Regions from separate parts of the Pan troglodytes genome. Here region 2 is linked to region 1. The links are chromatin contacts, called in public HiChIP or PLAC-seq maps. All regions are on one chromosome and are shown on one strand. The core of a region is the stretch at or near the end of the contact, and the rest is flanking DNA. Distances in the headings are between cores, read along the strand shown.

What was found. HiChIP or PLAC-seq counts read pairs in DNA pulled down with a chosen protein or histone mark.
Region 2: an H3K4me3 HiChIP or PLAC-seq map of stem cell-derived excitatory neurons shows a contact between it and region 1, with 5 times the contacts expected there. The contact joins the promoter of TMEM237 here to the promoter of CASP8 in region 1. A contact is called at or near these places in 1 of 7 Hi-C or Micro-C datasets (stem cell-derived neural progenitor cells) and 1 of 1 datasets of contacts at active chromatin or transcription factors (stem cell-derived excitatory neurons).

Annotation. Positions count from the first base shown.
Region 1 is chr13:103,262,856-103,268,078 of NHGRI_mPanTro3-v2.0_pri, forward strand. CASP8 (caspase 8) reads left to right here and starts at 2,752. Exons shown (of 10, transcript XR_010150205.1): 1 at 2,752-2,911; 2 at 3,305-3,401.
Region 2 is chr13:103,670,995-103,676,217 of NHGRI_mPanTro3-v2.0_pri, forward strand. TMEM237 (transmembrane protein 237) reads right to left here and starts at 2,966. Exons shown (of 13, transcript XM_001156617.8): 1 at 2,830-2,966; 2 at 316-347. The coding sequence starts at 2,871. It overlaps MPP4 (MAGUK p55 scaffold protein 4), which reads right to left. Exons shown (of 17, transcript XM_054679226.2): 17 at 4,583-4,873. The coding sequence ends at 4,682.

The DNA of each region.
Region 1 (5,223 bases), core at 1,502-4,001:
TTTTGGCAAAAGTGACATAATAAAATAATCAAAAAAAGATGGATTTTTTTTCTTTTTTGAGATGGAGTCTCGCTCTGTCACCCAGGCTGGAGTGCAGTGGCGCGATCTCGGCTCACTGCAACATCTGCCTCCCAGGTTCAAGCGATTCTCCTGTCTCAGGCTCCCGAGTAGCTGGGACTACAGGCACCCACCACCACGCCCGGCTAATATTTTGTATTAGTAGAGACGGGGTTTCACTGTGTTAGCCAGGATGGTCTCGATCTCCTGACCTTGTGATCCGCCTGCTTCGGCCTCCCAAAGTGCTGGGATTACAAACGTGAGCCACTGCACCAGGCGAAAAGATGGATTTTTTAAAAAAGGTGTTAGGATAATCAGGTCCCCACCTGCAAGAAAGTAAAGTTAGAAGCCCACCTCAGACCATGCATACCAGCACAAAAATGCCAAATGGCTTAAAGATATAAATGTTAAAACAAGTCTAGAAAGGTATTAAAAGAAAATATAGAAAATACAGCACCAGCAAAAATTTCCCTACACAAGATGTAAAAGCCAGAAGTCATAAAGGAAAAGGTTGATAAATTAGAATAGATAAAAATGTAAAACTTCTGTATAGTATAAGACACAAAGAATGAATTTAAAGACATACAATGAAGGTTAGGAAGATGAAGATGTTTTGGCGATGAGTGGTGGTTACACATCAGTATTAATGTACTTAATGTTACTGAACTGTACACTTAAAATGATGAAAATGGTAACTTTTATGTTATGTGTACTTCATCACATAAAAAAAGACATGAAATGAATCGGGGAAAATATTTGCTACATAACTAAGAATGAAGGCCCTTAATAAAATCTGTAAAACTATACACACTTTTAGGAATGAATCAACAAATAATTTCTATGAATTAGAAAAAAGTGACAATCCAACTAAAAAATGAATAAGGGATATAAGCAATGTGTTTCACAGAAAAAATAAAAATTGACAATGAAGTTATGAAAAAATGTTCAATCTCCTTAGAAATTGCACAAAACAAACTTAAACAATGAGACATTACCCCTAAGATTAGTAAATGTTAAAGAAAAATAATAATTGGTGAGGGTGTGGGGAAGTGGGCACTTAAACCTACGTTTGGAAATATAAATTGGTGCAACCTTATAGGGAGAGCAATTTCACAACATTTTTCAAAGACTTAAATGCACAACCCTATGGCAGAGCAATTTATTCCTCTTCCAGGATTTTTTTTCCTTCAAAAACAGTGATGTGGATGAAAAACACATGTTCACTACTGCACAGGGTATAACAGCTGAAAACTGGAAACGATAATACTCACATTCCCTTCAATAGGGGAATGGTTAAATAAATTTTACAAGCTATCTGATAGATACTAGGCATGAGCTAAAAGTTAGGGTCCACTTAGAGATGGAAAGCACACCAGTAATTTGAAAGGGAAAATGTAATATGAAGAATTATTAACTAGTAAAAGAAGGCTAACTGCTAAAGGTACAAGAGCACTCAAGCTGTCTGCAGTCAGCAAGCCCCGGCTGGTGAGCAGAAAGCTGCCCGCTGGGAGGCTGCCAAAGTTCCCTGAAGGTGAGCACCACTGGTTCTACAAGCTGCTGGCAGTCATGGCGTTAAGAGCAGGAAGAGAAGCACCAGAACCCGGAAGAGAAATCCAGTCCTCTGCTAGGCCTTGCACCGTCCCTCTGGCGCCCTCTACTGACAAAGCCAGTAAAATTGTGCCGCTGGCAAAGGAGATCTTTTTATGGGATGTAGCTTGGTGTCACCAAACAGAACAGAGTGGAATTGGAGCTCAGATGCAACACAATGATTGATACTGGCACAGTATACTTACCCTGCTTTTGTAAACAAAATGGTATATGTGATGTCTCTCTTTCTCTCTCTGTATATAAAACAATATTTGTTTCTACTTATTATGTATTTATGTCTTTACTCTGCATGCCAGGAGCTAAGTATTTTGCATGTATTAACTCATTTTGTTCTCATAATAACCTTCACATGCAGGAATCATTATAGCTACTTTATGAATGAGCCGAGGAAGGCACTGAGACGTTAAGTAACTTGCCCAAGGTCACGCAGCTAGTAAGTGGCAGAGCAAGAATTACTATGGCTTTATAAGCCTAGAAAAAAGTCTGAAAGAATCAAAATGTTAACAGCGGGGACCTCAAGGAAGCATTGAAGAGGCCATGGGAGAAGTTTTCACTTTGTAAAAAAATCAGTCCTTCAAATAAATAAATACAGTGAGGCTTCCCCAGAAGCGGATGTCACTATGCTTCCTGTGCAGCCTGTGGAACTGTGAGCCAGTTAAACCTCTTTTCTTTATAAATTATCCAGTCTTAGGTATTTCTTTATAACAGTGCTAGGATGAGCTGATACAGTTTCCTACACTGTAACCTAAGGCAATGCTTTGCACAAAGGGATGAGCCAGATTGCTTAGTAATTAAAATGCAAATACAAACCACAAGCATATCCATTCATGAATTGGGGGGCTGCTTTGTGTGCATAGATAAGGTATATTTTTTAAAAAAATTATTTTTCCAAGAAGAAAATAAACCAGTTAATAAACGACAACTCACAGTGCCAGGAAGTGAGAAACAAGTGTGTGATAAACGGTGGAGAATGGGAGCACTCTCCGCAGTGGGCGGGAGGAGACGGGGAGGGCGTTCCCTGGGGAGTGGCAGTGGTTGGAGCAAAGGTTTGGAGGAGGTAAGTCATGTGCTCTGAGTTTTTGGTTTCTGTTTCACCTTGTGTCTGAGCTGGTCTGAAGGCTGGTTGTTCAGACTGAGCTTCCTGCCTGCCTGTACCCCGCCAACAGCTTCAGAAGAAGGTGACTGGTGGCTGCCTGAGGAATACCAGTGGGCAAGAGAATTAGCATTTCTGGAGCATCTGCTGTCTGTGAGATTAAGCACTATGTATATTGCTTTATTCACTCCCCACAGCAACCTTACCAAGCAGTTCTTTTCCACGTGAAAAGATGGAGGCTGGGTGGAGCAAAAGGAGGTGTTTAGAGTCCTCAGCAAGTGAGAGGCAGAGCTGGGATTTGAATCCAGATCTGCCTGATACTGAAGTCTGGGCCGGTTCCACCTCTCCAGACTGCTTTCCAGGGAGTAGAAGACAGATATTTTACCTTAGCTGGCTGCTTCTAGAAGTCTGACCCTGCTGACTCAAAACGACTTTAGTTCCTTGCCCAGAGGCTGTGGGCTGCGGGTCAAGACATCAGTAGAAGGAGGGCCCAGCCAGAGAGGCTGACATGGGCTTCTACTCACCGTCATTTCTCCTTCCTTCCAGGAGCAGCCCCTGGGTGCGTCCACTTTCTGGGCACGTGAGGTTGGGCCTTGGCCGCCTGAGCCCTTGAGTTGGTCACTTGAACCTTGGGAATATTGAGGTAAGCCTGGAATTTCCAGAGGAGATTTGGGGGAAAGAGAAGTGGTGAACGCTATTACTGTTCCCTATCTAGACACCAGTGGGCCGAGTGGAGCAGATGCCAGTTGGGACCTTCCTGCCCTCTCTTTGGTTATTAATCCATTATTGTTCCCTGTACACTGGTATGAGTGGATGGGGGAAGTATTTAGCCAAGTTTTTGAGACCTGTACTCTGAGCTAAAATGCATTGTCTTCCTATAGTGCGGGACCCCACAACTGTGGAGGAGCCGCAGGGGATACTGGGTAGTACGCAGACATTATGCACTAAACGACAATGGCTCACATAGTGAAAAGTTATTCTTTTTTATTTTTTTTTGAGAGGGAGTCTTGCTCTGTCGCCTAGCCTGGAGTGCAGTGGCGCGATCTCAGCTCACTGCAATCTCCGCCTCCCGGGTTCAGGTGATTCTCGTGTCTCAGCCTCCTGAGTAGCTGGGATTACAGGCACCTGCTTCCATGCCTGGCTAATTTTTTTTTTTTTTTTTTTTTTTTTTTTTTGTATTTTTAGTAGAGATGGGGGGGGTCTCACCATGTTGGCCAGGCTGGTCTCAAACTTCTGGCCCCAAGTGATCTACCCACCTTGGCCTCCCAAAGTGCTGGGATTACAGGCGTGAGCCACTGCACCCGGCTGATTTCACATTTTTAGATAATATGACCACATTATAAAAATTTTTGTATTTTTATATAATGTGACCACTAGATGAAAGCAATATACTTAGGATTTTATTTCTTGGTTAAGTTCCTACTTATTATGAATTTACTCTGCATGCCAGGAGTTCTAAGAATTTGCATGTATTAACTCTTTTGATTCTCATAATAACCTTCACATGCAGGAGTCACTATTACAGTGACTGTATGAATGAGGAAAGAAAGGCACTAACATAATTGATTTTATGTTACTTAGGTCAAGATTTTATGTTATTTAGGTCAAGGTTAATTGTGTTGTTCAAATCTTGTATAACTCTACCGCTTGTCTGTCTTTCTTACCCATTATCGAGAAGGGAACATAAAAATCTTACACTATGACTGTAGATTGTCAATTTCTCATTTTAAATTAGGATCATTTTTCCTTTATGTCTGCCTTATGTGATATTAGTATAATGATATCAGTTGGTACATCTTTTTCCATCCTTATACTTTCAGTGTTTCGGTGTTCTTATACTTGAAATGTGTCTGCCGTAAGTGGTGTATTGTTCAAGTTTTTCTTTTATTATAGAAAAATGTATTCTGGAAGGTACTTTTCTTAAAATTACAGTATTTAGTCCATTTTCATTTAATGTAATTGTCAATATAATTGGGCTAAAATCTACTATATTTCCAGTTGTTTTTTATTTGTGACGTCAATTCAGTTTTCTCTACTTTCTTGATTTCTTTTAGACTAATTAAGTGATTTTAGAAAGTTCACCTTACTCCTTTATTAGCTTGTTAATTATGCATGCTTTTAGTATTCTCTTAGTAATTGCACTTGAGTTGTACTACCTAATAGTGCAGCCACATGTTGTTTAAAACAGCTTTACTGAGATATGATTGATATACAACAAATGGCATATAAAGTATATAATTTGATAAATTTTGACATATGTATGACATATATGACAGTCATATAGACACACTCATATATATATTCATGTGCCATTTCAGTCAATGACTGACCACATATATGATGGTGGTCTCATAAGATTATAATACTGTATTTTTACTGTACCATTTCTATGTTTAGACATATTTAGATATGCAAATACTTACTATTGTGTTACAATTGCCTACAATATTCAATACAGTAACATG
Region 2 (5,223 bases), core at 1,716-4,215, 410 kb after region 1:
AAACTCTGAGGAAACTATTCTCACAAAAGACCAGAATTCTGATTTAAAAAAAAAAAGACACCAAAACAGTTAGAAAGGGAATGGATCCATTATCCTACCATGTTGATATTCAGGCTTTTAAATATAACATTCCATTATAACTGTTATTCTTAAAATTCAAGGATTTTTCACCTTTAAAATTTCAGAAAATCCCTAAATTTTTCAGAAGAGTTTCCTGAATCATTGTAATTTTGCATTGATACTAGTCAATTTTTCCACTGTCTTCATTTTCCATTTTTAAAGCTCAATAATGAAATTACTGTAAATTATTTTTACCTTGGCACAGGTGGAAGAGCTCGTGGAGGACGCTGTGGGGGAAAAATAAATTTGCTTGTAAGTAAAAGCCTAGAGCATCTTTACTTCAAATACCATAAAGCTATTTTTTTTTTTTTGAGATGGAGTATTGCTGTGTGGCCCAGGCTGGAGTGCAACGGCACGATCTTGGCTCACTGCAACTTCCATCTCCTGGGTTCAAGCAATTCCCCTGCCTCAGCCTCCCAAGTAGCTGGGATTACAGGCACCCACCACCATGCCCGGCTAATTTTTGTATTTTTAGTAGAGACGGGGTTTCACCATGTTGGCCAGGCTGGTCTTGAACTCCTGACCTCAGGAAATCCGCCCACCTTGGCCTCTGAAAGTGGTGGGATTATAGGAGTGAGCCACTACGCCCGGCCAAAGCAATTCTTTCAAAAGTCTGTTGTTCAGACATGACAGAAAAATATAATGGATCAGACTAGGATCTTCAAATCTCTTGATAATCTTGTTCATCAGTGAAACCTGGGAGGTACTGATGAGAAACATGAGCAATTTAAAATTTGTTCTCCCATCCTAAATTTCATATAAAATTCCTTCCTTCCTACATTCCTTTCCATCTCTAGGCCAGGCCCTTTTCTAAGCATTAGGAATACACTAATGAACACAATGGAGAGAACTCTGCTCTTATGAAACTTACATTCTAGTGGTTGAGTATTAGAAACAATGTTAAAAATATATATATGATAATATATACTATGTATTATATGCAGCATGTACGATAAAATATATATTTATATGCTATATTTAAGACATATCTTGTATACATATCGTGTGTGCGTATATATATATATACACAAGATACACACACACATATACATATACACACACACACACACACACACACACACACACACACAAAACGTAATGAATGAAGGAGACTGAGTGCTACTTTTGTTAGGGAAAGTTTCTCTGAGTTTGAGCTGAGACCTGAATGAGAAAGGAGCAACCGGAACAAATGCAAATATTTTTAGGTTAAATTGGGCTTGGAATGTTTCAGGTAAAAGGACAGCAAGGCTGCCGCACAATTACCAAGGAGAGGTAGGCAGGAGCCAGATTAGTTAGGGCCTTGCAGACCAAGGGAAGTTTGGATTTTGTTTTAATTCAATGGGAAACAAATGGAGGTTTTAAACCACATACTAACACAATTTTTAAAAAGGCCAGTTGCATACACTGGGAAGAATGCGTTTTAGGGCAGAAAGAAAGGTGGGGGGAACCCTTCTAAACCCTCATTTACATGAATAAGAAAAGTGTTTGTAGTTCAGACAGCATTACAGTTGAGAAGTATTTTAGAATCATATACTAACAGAAATGCCTAGAAGCCAATTTAATGTTCCAAGTATCTCATGCTGCTTGCATAAGACATTTATTCAAAAGGGTTAAATTTTAGACACTCTTGTAGTTTGTCCCATTTAGCAATCCATTCGTTCGAACAGTAGATTAATGCAAGTACTACAAGATTAGGACGAGGCAAGCTGCCGTAATACCATCCAGTAGTCAAAATTACAATTGGAAAAGAATGACAGTCACAGGAACGCGCTATTGTTCTAAAGATGCTACGAAGCGCGCGCGATCGATCCCAGGGCTCTGTTCACGTAACTGATTTCAAAAGTCCCGCAAAAATGACGTTCCACGCACCCAGAGACCCAACCTCTAATCCTCAAAAGTAGGACGGCTCAACTGAAGACAAAAATCCTAACAATTAAAAGTAGCTACGGCTCGCTTACCACAGGATTCTTCCCCATTCTGCGTTTAGCCGGCCTCGGCGGCCGCCGGCCCCCAAGCACCTGGCGTCCCACCCCTCCCGGCTCGGTCGCGCGCGCAGGCGCAATGCGTCATCGGGCCGCGCCGCCTGGCTAGTACCCCGGGCGCAGCGCCCTGCGGGGATGTTGCGGTGAGCGGCGTGCAGGGACCTGGATTGGCCAGTCCAGACTAGCCCTGCCAAAAAAGGGGGCCTCGGAGTTGGGGGTAATGTGCCCAGGAGCAGAAATCCGGCGACCGTGGCGCTGCAATCACAGCTTTCCCGTGGTTTCCTAAGTGGTGGCGGTGATTTGTTTGCGGGAAGCGGGGCGTGACGGAAGACCTTACTTAAAGGACTCCGCAGGCGAACAGATCTCTTCTGGGCAGCTACAGACCTCTCCTCGGAGGAGTCTAGGAGAGGCTTGGCTGGAAGCCCCGGCACCCGCCGGGCCCCGGGCCTCAGATGAGTGAGGCGTCGTCGTGGCAACGCGGGCTCAGGTCCCCGCAAACTTCATGCCAGGCCTCTCTCTCCCACTCCGGGAGTTCGGTCCCGGCCTCGCCTGCGTCTCCGTCCCACTCCTGTGAACACTGGAGGGGCGGATGCGCGCACCCCACGAGCAAGGCCCTCCCTTAGTGATCCCCAGCTCGTTGGCGCCCCCCCCCACACACCCATCCCCACTGCCAAGTGTAGCTGTTTACCCGCCACCTCTCGAGGCCGACGCGCCCCTCGCCGCTCACCAGGTGGCCCTCCTCCAGCCGAGCCCCCGAGTCAGTCCTCATGGTGCTCTCCCCGCGGGGCTGCCCCGGCGCAACCGCCGGCGGCCCGAGCCCAGCTCCCCGCGACGCAGCGGCCTCCGGGACCTGTGGGACGCCGGGGCTTCGTGGCGCCTGGCGAGGCAGCCGCCCCCTGAGCCAGGTCCCCGCCCGCCTCTGTCCTGCCAGGCCCTGCTGGGTTTGGGAGGAATGCGTTTACTCTCCAGGACCAACGAGTCTGTGCAGGCCTGGGTGTGTGGATGTGTATTAATACAGGCAATTCTCACATTTTTTCCGGTTGCTTACCCTTCATCCCACAACTGTGTAAATCAAATTTGGAAAAACTTTTTCTCAACCTTAAAATCAAATCCAACCTCACATAAATATCACTACAAACTACCTAATTTGCATCGTTTTGTTTGGTTGGGTTTTTTTTTTTTTAAGATAACTTTCACTTTAAGTAACAGAGAACTACAAATATTTTGAATCATGCATTCTGTTTTACAGTTAAGAAAGAAATAGGAAAGATGGAAGAATGGTGTGGATATGGAGAAGAGAATGATGCAGAAGATGAACAGATACAGGGACAGGGAAAGCGCCTGGAAATCTCACATCTGGGGAAAGAAAGAGAAACAGCACTTTGTAATGGCATCCTAATCTTGTTACCAAACAAACGGGGCTTGTTGCCCTATACGCACAGAAGCCAATATTATGGCTCTGATTTTTTGAGAAAAGTTTTCATTGTGAGTCAGCTAACAAGGAGACAGGAGTATAGCTCTAATCTGTCTCCCTGTGTTGGCTTTAAGACAGTATTTTTATTAGAAAACGTTTAGGGGGTGGATTCTGGGATTAGTAGGTGCTTGGTGGAAGGAAAGAAGCCATCTGGAAAATCCTCTGGCGTTCGCAGTTACCTCTTCATGTCCCTTCATGGGTCGCATGTGCAAATTTTGGAGGGAGTCAGTGTGAAACATGGGGGAAGATTCAAGCTGTGACGCCAGCAAGCTCATTTTGTACAGACTCCAGGTAGCCATCCGTGTTAGTACTAACCACTTTCAGCCAGTTTGCTTTGTTTTGTTTTGTTTTGTTTTTTAATCTCACAATGGAAGAAGTTCAGGCGTTTTATTTAGCAAGTTGTTTTTTATCTGCCGTCCTGCATGCTCAAGAATTTCTGTTAGTCCCTGGTTTCTTTAACTCTGAGACACCGTTTCACTCTTGTGATTTTCTATATATAGGTCTCTGGGATTAATCCATTGCCTTTTTCTAATTTAGGCCTGCATGTAGATATTGGCTGTAAGGAAAATTAGTGTTTGTCACACCTCTCATGAGAATAATTTTTTCCTCGTAGGCCGATTTGTAAATAGTGAAGGCAGTGCAGTTTCTTGTAGGTTTTGATTTTAGATGTGAAATGTGTACATTAAACCTTTCTTGCTGAGTTAGTCAAGTAAGCACTTTTTGTAAAAGATGTTTTCATAAAACACGTTTCATAGAGTACAGTTTCTAAAGTTAAATATTGCTTATTTTATTTAGGAAAGCTCTTTATTTAAATCTTAAAAAGATCATGTGAAATCTGCAAAAGGTTCTCATACTCAGTGACTTAACGTTATTCATATTTCTACCACAGCTGCATATGAGGTAAAGGAAAAAAAAAATAAGTTAAAATAGGTAACTACATAACCATACAATAAAAATTTTTTCAAATAAGATTAATTAATAAACTGCTGCACTTTTAAAGTTGTACACATTAAAATGGGTCAAATACTGTTGTTTTAGATTGCAACTATGGATCGCTGTATCAAGGGTACAGTGTTAAAACTCCAGCATTAAACAAGAAGTCTCATTAAGACTCAGTATCTGAGGAAATCCATGTTGCTGGTACCCACTGAGGCTCCTCCTGAGCCTTCTGTATGGCAGACAACAACTGGGCACATGCATCGTGCAAGCTGTCATTCACAATCACATGATCAAAAAATTGGCCAAACTGAGTTTCCATTCTTTGGGCTAAATTTTCCATCTCTTGTAGGTCTTCATCCTTTAGGAGAAATAGAAAAATATGGATAGTACAGACTTAATTGGACAAATGGAAAAAATACAGTTTGTTATGCTGTCACATTCAGTTGTGAAACTATGTATAAAAACAGTAAGGTCCGAAAATTTTGCACAGATGATTTTCAATAAAGTTTCAAAAATATTTTTTCAAAATTCTACAAAACTAGCAAACTAGAAAATAGTAATTTTTTTGCCCTCTGTTATTGAAATAATGTGGCTAAGTATAGATAAAATATATATATTTTTTTTTTAGACAGGGTCCCACTCTGTCCCAGGCTGGCATGCAGTAGGATCATCTCAGCTCACTGCAGCCTCTGCCTCCCAGGCTCAAGT